Regions from separate parts of the Acanthopagrus latus genome. Here region 2 is linked to region 1. Evidence: chromatin contacts called from public Hi-C data. All regions are on one chromosome and are shown on one strand. Each heading gives the region's core, a stretch centred on a gene start, on an enhancer-like site or on the middle of the called end of the contact. The rest is flanking DNA. Distances are from core to core; before and after follow the strand shown.

Evidence for each region. A called contact is a pair of places that touch in the nucleus more often than the background predicts.
Region 2: a Hi-C map of muscle shows a contact between it and region 1, with 6 times the contacts expected there. The contact joins the promoter of mdh2 here to the promoter of si:dkey-29b11.3 in region 1. A contact is called at or near these places in 2 of 4 Hi-C or Micro-C datasets (liver and muscle).

What each region holds. Positions count from the first base shown.
Region 1 is chr17:10,404,751-10,408,624 of fAcaLat1.1, reverse strand. It overlaps si:dkey-29b11.3 (actin-binding Rho-activating protein-like), which reads left to right and starts at 2,110. Exons shown (of 3, transcript XM_037075130.1): 1 at 2,110-2,193; 2 at 2,409-2,658; 3 at 2,800-3,874. The coding sequence starts at 2,838. The coding sequence ends at 3,377. trmt11 (tRNA (guanine(10)-N2)-methyltransferase homolog) reads right to left here and starts at 2,191. Exons shown (of 13, transcript XM_037075129.1): 1 at 2,008-2,191; 2 at 791-856; 3 at 584-657; 4 at 430-511; 5 at 213-305; 6 at 1-102. The coding sequence starts at 2,163.
Region 2 is chr17:10,562,862-10,566,850 of fAcaLat1.1, reverse strand. mdh2 (malate dehydrogenase, mitochondrial) reads left to right here and starts at 2,577. Exons shown (of 1, transcript XM_037073642.1): 1 at 2,577-3,989. The coding sequence starts at 2,701. The coding sequence ends at 3,714. LOC119005750 (E3 ubiquitin-protein ligase rnf146-like) reads right to left here and starts at 2,519. Exons shown (of 3, transcript XM_037073640.1): 1 at 2,380-2,519; 2 at 1,584-1,636; 3 at 1-1,280. The coding sequence starts at 1,268. The coding sequence ends at 105.

The DNA.
Region 1 (3,874 bases), core at 861-3,360:
GGGGATGTCGTTGGGGTCTGTTCCGTAATCTTCCAGCAAACAGAAGACGTGCTGAGGGCTCTTCAGGCTCACTGTGCCTTCAAATGGAAGATAATCCAAAGCCTGGCGAGAGAGAAAAGACCATGACGTTCTGCAAATAGGCAGGGGCATTGAGAGATGAAATGCACCTCAGTTTTCTGTGTTTTCACACACGCACAAACCTAAATACTCACATCGATCTTTTTGATTCTGTCAGCGAACTCCAGAGTCTTGTTGAAGGTGTAGACATTGATTCTGTAAGTTGAGTGTTTCTCCATAAACGGTGACTGTGGAGAAAGAGCACAAACAGAAATGAACCACATCAGCTTAGACTCATGTGGAAGCTTTGCTGAAGATGCAGCGATCAGTCTGTCCAACAGAAATATGAACACAAGCAGTAGCATCACCAACCATGTTCTCTGACGGGTAGTTCAAGAGGGATGTTCTGAGTTCACTGTGGGTGTGTCCGTGGCCCCACAGCTCAAAAGCAGACCTGAAAGGATGAAGCAACATGAGTTACAGAACAAGGTCACGGAATAAGATGGATGAAAGCTATAACACTTACTTTGCACAAACAGATCTGGCCATGATGCCGCGGACATCCTCCTCAGACAAACCACCTAGACACCAGAAAGGAGACTAGAGAGAAGGGGCAAGAAGAGGAGTGACTGTGGGGAACTGTGGTGAAGACAACAGAAACCTCTTGATGTGGCAGCTTTCAAACCATCAAAAAATGGATGAGAATTTAAGCAGTTACATTTGTCTTGCGAACCTTTTCCTTGAAGTTTTCAATAGGCTGGAACTGTTTTCCTCTGAGAGCCAGCAAGGCTTTAATCTCCTGCAAGAGTGAGCACATAAATCATGAACACAGATGTATGAATTAAAGTCTACTGGGAAAACCAAACACCTACAAATAGATTAAAAGGGGACCATAAGAGCAATTTACTACTGCACTTTGAACAAGTTGCAGGACTTAAGAGTAGTGATGGAGTATAACTAAGTACATTTACTCAAGTACTGTGGTTAAGTACAATTTTTAGGTATGTGTTCTTAACAAGACTATTTCCAGTTTCTGGTAGGAGGCAAATATCATATTTTTCAATCACTACATTATTTGAATAACTCAAGGTTTTAGTTTATAGAAAGACAAACTGAAGACAGTATGGTCAAACATGTTGCAGCAGAAGCTTAAAAAAAATGTACTGTATTGTATTGTCTGGTCAACCTTTCAAAATACTAGGTCATACAATTTACATTATGTAATGGCATGTTTTAGTAAGAGCCTCCTTGCTGAGTGTCCACATCTTTCAATCACCAATCCCAATTTGTTTGGCAGGCTGACACAAGAGTAAAATATTGGAAAAACATGTTTACAGACTTTAGAAACCACGCAGCTGTTTTATACAGGCTGAGCAGTACTCCTAGGAAAGATTCCCAACCTGATTCCCAAGTTTAAACATCATTGAAATGCCTCTATAAGGATCAAGTGGATTATCATTATTATTTTTGTTAAGACAACTCTGCCCATGTACACGTGTACACTGCACACTAAGTCTACAATATCCATCTGTCCAGGTGTGCTCACATGCATACTGGTCATATATGGTTATATTTATTACAGATGAGCAGGATTATGCTATAAATCATGTGATCAGGTGTTAATTACCAGTTTATCAACATGTCGATAAGAGTTCAGAGATCAAGTGGAGAAATGTGTGAACGTGTCACTATCATGTGATTAAAAATAACAACTTCTCACGTGATACCAACGCCTAAATCCAGTCCCACTGCTGCAGTAACAGATGTTTGGTTTTTTTGTTTGTTTTTTTTTTAGTTTTTTTTTTTTTACAGTTTGAATTAGCATGTAGCTAATGTAGCACATCAAGCTAGGAGGAGCTGTTGTCTGTCAAATCCCGAAGTTTCCAAGAAAACACGTAGACATTCACAATGAGAACTGAGTGTAAACTGTGAGCAATTTAATGAGGTTACCGGTAACCTGAAGTCCAAATTATCATGCGCGAGGTGCAGTAGGTACTGGAGGCATGATCGACTGTTGGTGGTCGCCATTTTTGTTGCGGATTCAAAACAGGTCCGGGTCGAAACCAGGGGCTGACTCAAAGTACCGCCTGGTGACCAAATAACCATACATGGAAAAGAATGAGTCCTTCTCTTCCAGTATGATATCAAATATTTTAAAACTGTACATAAAAACAGGCGGGCAACCAGTTTTGTGACTTTTTGATTGACTTTGTCCAATTTAAGTAGCTTTAGTGTTTGTTTTGCCCAACAGTAACATGCGGACAGGCAGCTTTCTGTTCTCAATAACTCATTGCTCTGTATTTGCGTGTTCGGATCAACTTCTCCAGGCTGTAATCTGCTTTTCTTCACAGGCACCTTGTCACCCTTTCTGGTCACTGATTGGCTGCCTGGATCTTCTCTAACAGGTCACTGGCCGAGGCAGATGTCCATCAGACTGGTTTGGGCTTGGGACAGAAAGGCATCCGCACTCCTGCTGCTGTCAGCAGTGCTGCAGTGTTGTTAAATTCAACTAGTAACAGTGTCACCACAGGATTTACTTGCACTTTGGCTATAATGACTCGTTGCTGCAGGTGGAGAGAGGATCGAGTCAGTGTGTGACACGTAAGTTTGATCATGTTTGATGATTGTTATATCCAAATCTCTGACAGGTTGTACAGATTAAATGCAAATCAACATGTTCACTTCTTCTAGATTTGATTATGAACTGATTTTGTGTATTATTTTCTCTTTTCAAATGACCAGATTAAAGCTATTCATTGCTCCTCTCAGTGGAGCCAGTGATGGGGACCAACAGCCAGGTCACCACGGCCATGGAAACTGAAAATGACATCCCAGCTCCCGCTCAGTTTAGTGATGACACTGCAGTGTGCATTGCTTCGGTGAAAGGCTTAAAAGAGAACTGGCAGAAGTGGTCCAGTGAGCACCAGGAGTACCAGAAGCACAACCCCTTCAGTCACGACACCAGGCCCAGTGTGGTGGTCCCTCAGAGGGGCCAGGACGACTATGGAAGGCCCCTGCAGGGCTCCATGACGGAGCAGCGGGGGAAGGATGCTCACACACACATCAGCAGAGAGGTTGAGGAGCTGTGTGAGGTGATAAGGAACATCGGAGAGCCGAGAGACAAAGACGGGGATGGAGGCGACTGCGACGGCAAAGTGACCACTGTGGAATTTGGGAAACTGTTTGAGCATTATGTGACCATCTCTAATAAACTGGTGGGAATCCTTCTGCGAGCGAGGAAGCAGAAGCTGGTTGACTTTGAGGGGGAGATGCTGTGGCAGGGGCAGGATGACCGTGTAGTTATCACTCTGTTGCAGTGATCAGAAACTTGGATTAGCATTTATGCCTTGATTCATGTTATATGCAGTGGCAAATATACTATAAATATAGATACTACTGCTACTTCATGTCAGCACTGACTGTAGCGTTCAGACACCAGGAGGACCTGATTGAATGTGCTTTAGTTACAGAACTGTTCTTGACAGAGAGCTATTTTTTTTCTCCTGCTTTAACAACTTAAAGCCTTCGCTGGATGGTTTGTGATCCTGCACATCTAGCTGACTCACAGGGTAACAAGTCTGCTGTCCAAAGTGCAGCTACACGCTGGGGTATAAAAAAAAATTGTAAAAACTCACAAAGTAATGGACTAACACAAGTTAATCACAAATATAAACACAGTCATGGATTTGTGTAGTACCAGGTGAAACACCAGTTAGCAGCTCATGTCATCAAAGCATTTGATAGCATCTGTAACTTAAGAGAAGGTGCATCCATCAACAATCATGTCAAAGGGAATCAATTCATGACAGGATTATAC
Region 2 (3,989 bases), core at 1,328-3,827, 160 kb before region 1:
GCAGTCCGCCCACATCTGTGACAGAGTGAACGGCAGCATACAGTGAGGAATAAATTAATTAAATTGAACATAGCCATTTGGTGATGATGGGCTCGATGATGACTTCACACTTCAGTCACTGTACACTGGCCATCAGGCATTCTGGACCTTCCACTACTACTGGATGAAGAAGGGGGAGAGGCGGACTCTGCCCCAGGAGGGGCTCTGTCCTCTGGATTCAGTCTTTGCCTCCGTGGCCTCCCCTCCCAAGGCTCCACACGCTCTCCATTTCCCCCCTCTTCTTCTTCGTCCTCCTCTTCCTCATCGTCACTCCAATCTCCAGAGCCAGACTCGTCCACAGAGGTGTGAGGATCAGAGGACCTGGAGGGCGAGGCCTCCTCTTCCTCATCTTCTTCCTCTCCTTCCCCCACCTCGGCCCGCTCCTGAGGAGGTGTGGGCCTGAGGCTGATCTGCAGCTGGGAGAGAGCATCCTCTAGAGTGGGGCTGCTGCTGCTGCTGCCAGGCTGTCCACCGAGGGAGGTGGGAGGTCTGGCAGGGGCTGGAGGGGCTGTGACAGTAGACGGGATACCTGTGACCTGTTGCTGCACTCCTGCTACTGTGGTGTCAGCCCCATCGGCAGAGTTTTCTCGACCTGCTGCCCCAATGGCCCCAGTAACCCCCTCAGTGTCCAAACGCAGTCCTGCCACTCCCTTCTTCGGGATATCCAAAATGTCTCTTTTCATCTTGCGTCTACGACCGTGCTCGTTGCGCCTGTACTGCACCATGTTCTCCAAGTCGGCTACATACAAAAAACCAGCTATCAGCATTTCGGCTGTTTTCTTGCCCTTGGAAAAAGCGTCCTCCAGCTCGCGGCTGGTTCGCTCGTCATATTGCCACCAACCATTACGGCCCTCATAATACCAGGCGTGGTCACTTGTTGCTCCGGCCCGACCTCCCGCCGACGCCTTCAGCTCCTCTGGAGAGAGGAGCGTGGGCCTTTCCAGGAAGTCATCTGGCACTTCCTGTCTGCAAAGAGCACAGCGCTTGCTCTGCCAGGAGGCTCCCTTCACACACAGGAAACAAAAGACGTGATGGCATGGCAGTTGGACTGGGTGGACGCAGCTCTGCAGACAGATGGCACACTCCGGTACAGACAGGGCTGGGGATGAGTTGCTGGAGCCAGAGCATGATGATTCTGCACTGTTCCCACTTCCACCACCACTGTTGCTGCCTTTCTTACTGGATGGAAGAGAGCTAACAGAGTGGTCTACCTCCCCACAGCTAGCCATCCTTAGGAAGTACTGAGGAAAGGGGACAATCATAATACAGATTATAGTGTGTTAGGATTCTTTTTTTAAAAATTCATTTTGAAAAAGGAGAAATTAGCATTCAAGATAGGAATTATTTTGACTGGTAAGGTATATCATTTGCAATAAAAAAAAAAAACAAAACACTTCATTTGCTGCTGGTGTCATGATCATATTTAGCACTCAATTGCAATTCCTAGAAGCCAAACTAACAATTATAAATATCAAATGATACATTAATCTTTATGCCACCTGCTACCTGGAACAAGGCTGACACACATGATATATAATACTTACTGGAAATACCCTTAATGCTGATGTATCATGAGGAGAGCTGATGGACCTTCAAACTGCCAAAAAGAAAAGAGAATGTAGGTGAGAATGCATTTGTTTTCATACTGTCCTGAAATTACGTATGATTTTGACACACATTATCAACATATTCCTTAAATATCCATTATTTGACAGCCTTACTTTATGTAACGAACGGGTTGCATGTAAACAATGATGTTAAAACGGATTAGCCACGAGTTAGCGTTAATTCACTTAACGGTAACTATGACTGAAACGAAACCTTAAGGGTTTACGTAAGTCTGTGAAACAAAGGGCAGCTCTGTTAACTGTCTGACTACAAGTAGTGAACTGTGTCAGCGCACAGTTGCAAGTTCGCGTTCACCCAGCTGGCCTTATGACAGGGCTGTGGTGAACACAGCTAACGTTACTCGACTCAAATCAACAGCTAACGATCTGATATTCACATTCACTGGTGACAGTCTATAAGCAAACTAGTTTAGCTGACGTCAGACACATAGCAAAGCAGCTGAAAAAAAGAAAGCAGCATTGATGTTTCCGCTACCCGTACAGTCAGAAGTCAAACAGTAACGTTACAAAGGGATTTCTCGACTGGCAAAGCGACCATAACAATGAGACCTGTTGTAGCTAACACTGGCTAGGCTGATGGCAGCTCGGTGACTCCAGCAAATAGACGGAGATCATCTGACGGCGTTAGCTTATTTTAGCATGGCGACATAAACAGCTAGGAGGAGCATTTTCTCGCGACGGAGACAAGGCAACGTCTGCGTACCTACCGTACCGTTGTACTTTGCTGTGTTGGTCAGGTGTATAGTTGTAACTCGTATAACGACGCTGATTACCAATGCTAATTTACCGACTTCCACTGTTAACTGGCTTTGTTTTCCTCCCCAAAAAGAGGCTGAAATAAAGACGACGACGTAACAGTACGCGCTGACGCAATTTGACGCAACATCGCACGACTACCCCCATATCCTCGACGCATGTCAGTTAGCGGTCTTCCTGTTCGCTCGTGGCTAGAGGACGTTGGTGTCACAGAGGAGAGGGGCTCTTCAGGTACTTCTGTTTTCATTTAAGTAATAAAAGAAGTCACAGAAACAAAATGTTCTCCCGCGCCGTCAGACCTACCGTCAGCCTCGCCCGGAGCCTGTCCACCTCGACGCAGAACAACGCCAAGGTGGCCGTGCTAGGAGCGTCAGGCGGCATAGGCCAGCCGCTGTCTCTGCTCCTGAAGAACAGCCCCCTGGTGAGTCAACTCTCCCTGTACGATATCGCTCACACCCCCGGAGTGGCTGCGGACCTCAGCCACATCGAGACAAGGGCCCATGTAACCGGCCATATGGGTCCCGACCAGCTGGATGCTGCTCTGAAGGGCTGCGACGTCGTGGTGATTCCCGCCGGCGTGCCAAGGAAACCAGGCATGACTCGTGATGACCTTTTCAACACCAACGCCACCATTGTAGCCACCTTGGCCGATGCCTGCGCCCGCAACTGCCCCGAGGCCATGATCTGCATCATTGCCAACCCTGTCAACTCCACCGTCCCTATCACATCAGAGGTCATGAAGAAGCATGGAGTGTACAACCCCAACAGAGTGTTTGGTGTCACAACTCTGGACATTGTCAGAGCAAACGCCTTCGTTGCAGAGCTGAAAGGCCTTGACCCAGCCCGTGTTAGTGTCCCAGTCATTGGAGGTCACGCAGGCAAGACCATCATCCCCCTCATTTCCCAGTGCACACCAAAGGTGGAGTTCCCTGCTGACCAGCTGTCCGCCCTGACTGGCAGGATCCAGGAGGCTGGCACAGAGGTGGTGAAGGCCAAGGCTGGAGCTGGTTCGGCTACCCTCTCCATGGCCTACGCTGGGGCCCGCTTCACCTTCTCCGTCCTGGACGCCATGAATGGAAAGGAAGGTGTGGTGGAGTGTGCCTATGTCAGGTCCGAGGAGACGGAGTGCAAGTACTTCTCTACACCTATCCTCCTGGGGAAGGGCGGCATAGAGAAGAACCTCGGGCTGGGCAAGCTGACTGCCTTTGAGGAGAAGCTGGTGGCTGATTCCATGGATGAGCTTAAGGCTTCCATCAAGAAGGGCGAGGATTTTGTGGCTAAAATGAAGTGAACTGGGGGCACTGATTTAGTTGAAAACAAACCGCTGTGATTGATATTTTGTTGCGTCTTAACTTAAAAGGCATCTGGGTGAATCTGAACATCTGTCACAGTGTTTCCTCTTACATCTCTGTTAAAGCAGTAGGGTCGGCTGATCCAGAAATCATGGTTTTAACCGTGATCATCTTTCCTGTGTATCATTTCCCTTACTTTTTAAACATGGCTTTACCCTTGCACTTATGATTTGTGTACATACTGTACTGTGACTTGACTATTTTGCAAATGTCA